2 separate regions of the Mus musculus genome follow, and region 1 is linked to region 2. Evidence: chromatin contacts called from public Hi-C data. All regions are on one chromosome and are shown on one strand. The core of a region is the stretch at or near the end of the contact, and the rest is flanking DNA. Distances in the headings are between cores, read along the strand shown.

The links. A called contact is a pair of places that touch in the nucleus more often than the background predicts.
Region 1: a contact with region 2 is called in a Hi-C map of B cells, with 6 read pairs. A contact is called at or near these places in 1 of 39 promoter capture datasets (pre-B cells) and 1 of 484 Hi-C or Micro-C datasets (B cells).

What each region holds. Positions count from the first base shown.
Region 1 is chr19:8,784,701-8,788,575 of GRCm38.p6, reverse strand. It overlaps Taf6l (TATA-box binding protein associated factor 6 like), which reads left to right and starts at 2,260. Exons shown (of 12, transcript NM_146092.2): 1 at 2,260-2,366; 2 at 3,398-3,454. The coding sequence starts at 3,447.
Region 2 is chr19:4,137,189-4,141,502 of GRCm38.p6, reverse strand. Cabp4 (calcium binding protein 4) reads left to right here and starts at 1,894. Exons shown (of 6, transcript NM_144532.2): 1 at 1,894-2,300; 2 at 2,699-2,729; 3 at 2,811-2,954; 4 at 4,287-4,314. The coding sequence starts at 1,947. Gpr152 (G protein-coupled receptor 152) reads right to left here and starts at 1,704. Exons shown (of 2, transcript NM_206973.2): 1 at 1,099-1,704.

The DNA of each region.
Region 1 (3,875 bases), core at 1,011-3,510, 4.6 Mb before region 2:
GAAAGGGATGTGTATGGCCATGTTCTCATGCAGGAAGCTCCTTTCCGGAGTTAAAATAAAAAATAAGGGCTGGATAGCTCACTGGTTAAGAGCTCTTGTGCTCTTTCACAGGACCTAAGTTCAATTACCCTCATAACTACCTGTTGTTACTCCATCTCCAGGGGATCCAGCTAGTCTGGCTTCCTTGAGTAGAGTCTGCTCATGTGCACACATACATACCTACAAATAAAAAATAATAGCAAATAAATCTTGGAGCTGGAGAGATGGCTCAGGAGTTAAGAGTACTTGCTCTTCCAGAGCACCAGCCTCAGGGGATATGATGCCCTCTTTTGACTTCCTTGGGCACCAGGCACATGTATAGTGCACAGATATACATGCATCAAAACATACATATAAAATAAATCCTTAAAAAATTTAAATTACGTGGTGGTGCGCGCCTTTAATCCCAGCACTGGGAAGGCAGAGGCAGACGGATTTCTGAGTTCGAGGCCAGCCTGGTCTACAAAGTGAGTTCCAGGACAGCCAGGGCTACACAGAGAAACCCTGTCTCGAAAAAAAACAAAAACAAAATAATAATAAAATTAAAAATAATAAATTAAATAATTAAAATTATTCTTTAAGGGGTAGAGAGATGGCTCAGAGATTAAGAGCACTTACTGATCTTTCAAAAGATCAGGGTTTAATTCCCAGCACCCACATGGCAGCTCACAATTGTCTGTAGCTCCTGTTCAGGGAATTTGACACCCTCACACATACATACAGTCAAAACAGCAGTGTAGTGGCTATTCCTGGTTGTCAGCTTGACTATATCTGGAATGAACTACAATCCAGAATTGGAAGGCTCACCTGTGATCCCGATCTTGAGGCTGGGAGATACAAGTTTCTGACCTGGCTCTTGGCATGGAGATCTTGAGGCATAGTGGCTATGAATCCCAGGAGACTAAGGCAAGGAGATTTCTGAGTGCAAGGTCATCTGAGACAAATCAAGTCCCAGATCCAGACTTGCTGGCACACCTGGGCCACACCTTCTGCTGGAGACCTACAATCAGGACATTGGAAAAAGGAAAATTCTCTCTTCTTCTGCTTGCCTCGTGGGATTAAGCAACTGCTAGATTCTTGGACTTCCATTCACAGCTCCTGCTGACCGTTGTTGGAGAGTTGGACAACAGACTGTGTACATCATCAACAAATTCCCTTACTATATAGAGACTACCCATTCGTTCTGTGACTCCAGATAACCTTGCCTTATACAACCAGTGTGTTTAAAAATAAAAAATAAATAGAGGATATAGCTCAGTGGCAGAACATTTGTCTATCAAATGCAAAGCTGTAGGTTGGATCACCTAAACCACAGTAAATAAATTTTACTTTCTTAGGGTTTCCTATATCCAAGGTTAGCCTTAATCTTGATATTTAGTCAAGGATAATACTGAACTTCTTATCCTCCCACTTTCAGCCCCCAAGTGCTGGCTAGTTCATGTCCTGCAAGTACTAGACAAGCATGTTACCAAGTGAACGGTATCCAGCTTTATGCAGGACTGGTGAAGTGGTGAAGACAAGTAAAAGAGCTTGTTGCTTAAGCCCAACAACCTGAGTTCCACTGTTGGTGCCTACAGGAGCATCAACTCCTCAAAGTTGCCCTCTCCCCCCCCCCACCCCCCGTATTTTTTGTGGGATTAAAGGCATGCTCCACCACTACCTGGCCCTCAAAAGTTGTTCTCTTATTTGCAAGTACAAGCACACATACAGAATTAAACTTTTTTTTTAAAAAAGATTTATTTATTTATTATATATAAGTACACTGTAGCTGTCCTCAGACATTCCAGAAGAGAGAGTCAGATCTCATTACGGATGGTTATGAGCCGCCATTTGGTTGCTGGGATTTGAACTCTTGACCTTCAGAAGAGCAGTGGGGTGCTCTTGCCCACTGAGCCATCTCACCAGCTCAAATTTTTTTTTTAAGATCAGAAACTAGAAAGCGGTATGGTAGCACACACCTTTGATCCCAGCATCCTGGAAGCAAAGGAAGGCCTATTAGTTCAAGACCAGCTTGTTTTATGCGGTGAACTCTAATTCAGTGTAAGCCAGGGAACACACACCTGTTAGCTAACCCAAAGGAGCTGTTGCTTTAAGAAGCGCCACTCACGTGACCAACGTCGCCCTAGTGGCTTTACCCGCACATACACACTGGCCAATCTTGAGGTGGTATGCCTCTTTGGTGGGCGGAAAACTCAGTAGACGGCCACCGATTGGCTCCGCATATGGAGGGCGGAGCCTGGGCGCGGAGAGAGGGAATTACCGTGAGCCGGTGAGTGGAAGCAGCCGTCCCTCCCCAGCAGGCGCCCTCCCAACCCCGGAGTCTGCAGGTGAGCAGGTCCTGCCCCGATCCAGGGATCGCTTCCCGCGGTGCTCTGCTCACCAGCCACGGAGCCCGCAGGACCCCGCCCCCTTCACCGAGCACGTGACACAAGTTCTGTAATCCCTGATCTCCCCACTCGACCCTGCACCCTTTGGAGCTGGGAGGGAGGAAGGTGGGTGGGAGGATTCACAACGTAGAAGTCCTTGGAGATCGGTTCCCACGCCTCCTGGTCAGGAGGACTTGGAACTGAGGGTGGGCAGGACGAGACTAAAGAGTGGGAGACCTTGGTCACAGACCGAATTTTGTGAGCTATCAAGACAGGGCTACATAATAGAGAAACTCCCTTCTAGCTTTCCACTTGCGCAGCACTGCATGGTTCCATTTTACAGATGGGGAAACTGAAGCGTACTCATCCAGTGCTGAGTCTAGTGATGGGACTTCAAATCTTTGGGCTACAAAGCCAGGCCTAGTTCAAACACAAGCCTACAGCTCATGAATATATTATCTTGAGTCGAATTACAACAGTGTTTGAGACCCAGCAGTCTAATCACCCGGTGCTTAGTGTTTGGTCTTGGACAGTTCAGGTAATCTCTCTGAGCTAAGACTTCCTCAGCTTTGTGAAATGGACAAATGTGTACAATTATATATCTCATACAATATTACTAACTGGGGGGGCCATGGGCATTTATGTGTTTAGAAAATAGCTGTGCTGGAAAGATGGCTGAGCAGTTGGCTAGTCTCCTTGGAGGACCCAGATTCAATTCTCAGTACCCACATAGCAGGTCACACCTGTCTGTAACTCCAGTTCCAAGGGACCTGGCACCCTCACACAGACATATACATGCAGGCAAAACACCAATGCACATAAAAGTGAATAAATCAGAAGTATTGACCCATGTCCTTAATAACAGCACCGGGATGGGTTGGTGGGCAGAGGCAGAAAGATCTCTGTGAATTGGAGGTCAGCAGGGTCTAGAGAGTGAGTTCTAGGACTGAATAGACAACATTGTCTGGAACAGCTATCCTTTTTTTTTTCAGCAAGTGTTAATGAGGGTATAGTATGTGCTGACCCTGCTGGAGGCCTGGGATGCAAAGGTGAGCGTACTGACCTGGTCTATTGTGCAACTTACAGTTACTGGGGAGCTGCATGCTGATGCCCAGCATCCCTGTACAGAGTGGAGTTGATGGTAACGAGCTGTGTTGGGTACTTACAGACTGTTCGAAGCTAAGGTGTCACATGTGTTAGGAAAACTCTGGTGCTGAGCTGCAGCTCCAGACTTTTTCTTTCTTTCAGGACAGGGTTTGTCTGTGTAGCCCAGGCTGTCCTGGAACTCACCCTGTAGACCAGGCTGGCCTTGAACTCAGAGATCCACCTGCCTCTGCCTCCCAAGTGCTGGGATTAAAGGTACATGCTACCACTGCCGGGCTCCAGCCTTTTTTTTTTACATTTTATTTTGAGATAGTCTAAGTTGTTAGGGTAACCTTGAACTCACTTCCTAGTTGACAAGGACAGTTA
Region 2 (4,314 bases), core at 645-3,144:
CCAAGGCCTCTTGCATGCCTGGCAAGCATTCTACCAACTTCGCCACATCTCCTGACCCCTGCTTCTTGTTTCTTTCGGACAGGCTGTCACTATGTAGACCAGGTAGACCTTAACATTTAAATGATCCTCCTGCCTCTGCTTCCACAGTGTGGGATTATGAGGCGTGCACTGCCATGCCCAGCTTCAGCTGTACGTCCTGCTCTAGGATAAAGAGCGACAGTGGAGCATCTGAGTGAGTGGAGAGGTGGTGCTCTGAGTTCAAGCCGTGGGAGCAACCTCCAGTGCTCCACAAGACAGTTTAAAACCTCTTAAAGGCAGTGATGCTGGTAATATCAGTACTGGGGAGGTGGAAGCAGGGGACCTGCCATGAGTTCAAGGTCAGCCTACACTACAGAGTTTTAAAAGCTTCTCTCAAACAAAACATCAGCTGGTGCACACCTGCAATGTCTGCATTGGAGAACTGGGTAAGGGGGTCAAGAGTTCAAGGCTAGACTTTTCTTCTTGGGAGTTTGAAGTCAGCCTGGGATACACAAGCCATTATCCCAAAAGAGAAAGAAAGAAAAGTACAGGATCATCCCTTCACAAGATCCTGATGTTTTGTCGTTCCAAATGTTTAAAATCCCAGGAAGAAAAGTGTCATTAGCAGACACCAGGTGAGGGCTGAGCCTCCAGGCCCTGGCAGGCTGTGGCTAGGAGGGTCCTGGGAGCAGCTGGTGGCACTTCAGTGTCTTGCACTGCTGCCTGTTTCTTCCCAGCACCTCAGAGTTCAGCAAAGGTGGCCCTGCCTGTCCCAGGAGGTTCTGTATAGGGGAGGCAGTGGCTTTGTGGCATGATGACAGTGAGGTGGCCAGGGGCCACTCAGTGCCTTCTGCTGTCCTTACTCTACCTCACACAACTGGCAGAGGGAAGAAGGCATCCCTCTGATGGTGGAGAGGGACTGGCTCCTGGAACACAGCTAGATCATGTCTGGAACCCGTGGTGGCAGCCACCATGCCCATGGCTCCCCACCTCAGCCCCTTTCTTGGCAGAGTCTCCTCTATGAATTCCAGCCCCTATGGCCTCAGAGTCTGGATGCCCCTTTCTCAGGGCCTGGCTTACCTGGGAGGTGCAGGCCAGGTAGAAGGAACAGGGTGCTGCCCGCTTGCCCAAGGTCCAGCCACCAGCCAGTCCCACGGTGGAGCTTGCCGCATGGCACTCAGTGTCGATATGGAGGCAGACAGGCAGGAAACCCAAGCTGAGGTAGCATCAATCATTCATGGCTCTGCTCTCCTGGAAACCCTAACCGTGGCCCCATAGGGCTTAAGCTGCCAGCCAGGGCCCCCCATTCCAACAAGGTCAGACAATGGAGACCCTTTGCTAGGAGCTCCTCCAGTCCAGGGCAGGCTGTGCCATCTCCAGTTCTCCATCAGCATCCAAGGTCTCTGGTCTGGTCTCTTTTTTTAACGTTTCATATGTCCTGTATCCCAATCAGGATGTTACTCTATTAGGGACTCAAAGTGACAATTCTCAGCCTTTTCCAGTATGCCTCCTCCTGCCTAAGGGGCCTTCACTAGTCTTCTTGGCCACACAAAGTGCAGCTATGGTACACTCTGAGATAAATGCAGCAATGTGTCTCCATTTCACAGATGGGGAAACTGAGACTTGGAATGATGAACTGGCTGCTTCTCCTCGGCAAGAAATGGCTGAGCTTAAGCATGAGCCCTCTGAAGCTGCTGTGCCCTGGCACCTTTACTCCTGAGAAGTTTCCTAGACCCATCTGGTACTGCCAGGCCACCCTGGGGCAGAGGGCAGGGATTAGGTTGACTGCCTGACTCATTTACCCTAATCCGCCTCACTGTGGATCCCAGGTGATGAACTCAAGCCTAGGGGGCCATAAGCAGCTTTCTGGGCCCTGAGAAGCAAGGGCACTCCAGGGAGCTACATCACTGAGTCCTGTTATCTTCTCCATGGCAACAGAGCACAATGTACAGCTGGTTCCTGGCTCCCAGAAGATCCCTAAAGGAGTTGTATCTCCCAGGAGTGCTGCTGAGGGCCCTGCCTTGACCAGGAGAAGGAGCAAGAAGGAGAGTTGGCACCCAGGGTCCCAGAAAGCCAGTTCTGGGGACCAGTCCTCTAGCCAGGGCTCTGAGGCCTCAGGAAGCAGCAAGCACCCCCCAAGGACCAAAGTGGGGCAGGAGGAACCATCCTCAGCCCCCGCCAGGCCAGCGTCTCACCGACACTCCCATCGACACCGTTCTGACCCCCAGCAGGATGCTGCCCAAAGGACTTATGGGCCCTTGCTCAACCGCATGTTTGGAAAGGTCAGGGGGGGGGGTCTCCGGGTGGGGGGGTTGAGGGTAATTCTCATCTGTATTCCTTCCTGCGCCTACATGCCAAGGCCTCCTTCTTGTGCCTCAGATTGGGAAATATAAGTGAGGGTAGAGTTGTGGCCTTTTGTATCCTAGACCAGGAGAGCCAGTGAGGGACAAGGCTGGCTTCAGGCCAGCTGGCTTAGTAAACAGAGGCAGACCTCACATCAGATAGCTAGGAAAACTCACTTGAAACTTCAGAAGCATGGGGAGAAGGTTGTCCTCTGCTTTGGGGTCTGTAGGATTTCAACTCTCTTCTGCTGCTTTGGTGGAGCTAGCCCTGCCCAGTGCACTTGCAGAGGCTGGAGGAGCGGTGGCAAATGGGGACATGTTGGCTTATTCCTATACAGGATCGTGAACTGGGCCCTGAGGAGTTGGAGGGTGAGTGTCCCTCACTGTTGCTGGGAGGTGGAAGGTAACCTGGGTCCAGCCTCCTGGCCTGACCGCTGCTAACCCCGACAGAGCTCCAGGCTGCCTTTGAGGAGTTTGACACTGACCAGGACGGCTACATCGGCTACCGCGAGCTAGGTGACTGCATGCGGACGCTGGGCTACATGCCCACGGAGATGGAGCTTCTAGAAGTGTCGCAGCACGTGAAGATGCGCAGTCAGTGATGGAGCCCTGCCGGGTGATTGGGTTGGGAGCCAGCCTGGTTACCTAGAGGGTGGGTGGGCCGTCGTTGAGTTACCTTTATTTGTAGTTATTATTAGTGGGGGTGGGGGTGGGATGTGTGAGCCACAGCATGCATTTGAGTGAGTGCTTCTATCATGGGAGTTCCAGGGATCTACTCAACTCAGGTCGTTAGGCATGGTGGCAAGCATGTTTATCCATGGAGCGCTCTGCTGCAATGGCTTTCTTTAGTTTTACAGTTTCTAAGCAGGGGATGGGATTTGCCCTGATGTGCGTATCCTGATTTGCTTTCTATTGCTGTGATAAACGCCATGACCAAAAGGAACTGGGAGAGAAAAGGGTTTATTCTGTATTACTTTACAACCCATCACTGAGGAAACTCAGGGTAGGAACCTGGGCAGGAACTGAAACAGAAACTAGAAAAATGCAGCTTACTGGCTTGCTCTTCAGGCTCCTGTTCAGCTAAGTTCCTTATACCTCTCAGGACCACCTTCCCGCCTTGTACAACTCACAATGGAATGGGCTCTCGTACATCAATCGTTAATCAAGAACAAGTCCCACAGACTTTTCTATGGGCCAATTTGATGGAGGCATTTTCTCAACTAAAGTTCCCTCTTCCTAGATGATCCTAGCTTATGTCAAGTTGACAAAAACAAAACAACCAGACAAATAAAAAACCCAAACGCAAAACAAACAAAAACCAACCCCACCCCCCCCACCAACAGAGTGGCAGCACATTGTTTTAATCCTAGCGCTGGGGAGACAGCGGCAGGAAGGAGATGCTCTATGAGTTCTAGGCCAGTCAGGACAGAATAGAGAAACCCTGCCTCAAACAACAACAGAAAGCACAATGAGCATTCAGGGTCAGTCATCTCTTCCCCACCCAAAGCTGTTACCTGCCTATTGGTGTTTTTGGGGGTGATGACCGTAGCAATCCTTTGGGAAGCTATTTAGTGCTTCCCACTCAGCTCTACAGCCCTGACTTCCGGCAGCCATAGCCCTGTCCCATGGAGTAGCTTCTTCCAGGTCCATCCCAGGATGAGAGCAGGAGGGTTGGTAAGCCATCCAAGGTCTCACAGAGCAACAGGATTTGAACTTGGGCTGCCTGCTCTGAAGCCAGGTCTTTTTTGGCCCCCTGGCCTTCACGGTGATCAGGAGTGTCCCTGATCACCCACCCTCACCCCTATGCAAGAAACCCCTCTACAGCAAGGAACTGGGTGTGCCTTTGTAGATCCAGAGCCCAGGTGGGAAGACAAAGAGTGTGGCATTGCCATCAAACCGATTGTGATGCTCTGCCTGGGTCCACAGTGGGAGGCTTTGTGGATTTTGAAGAGTT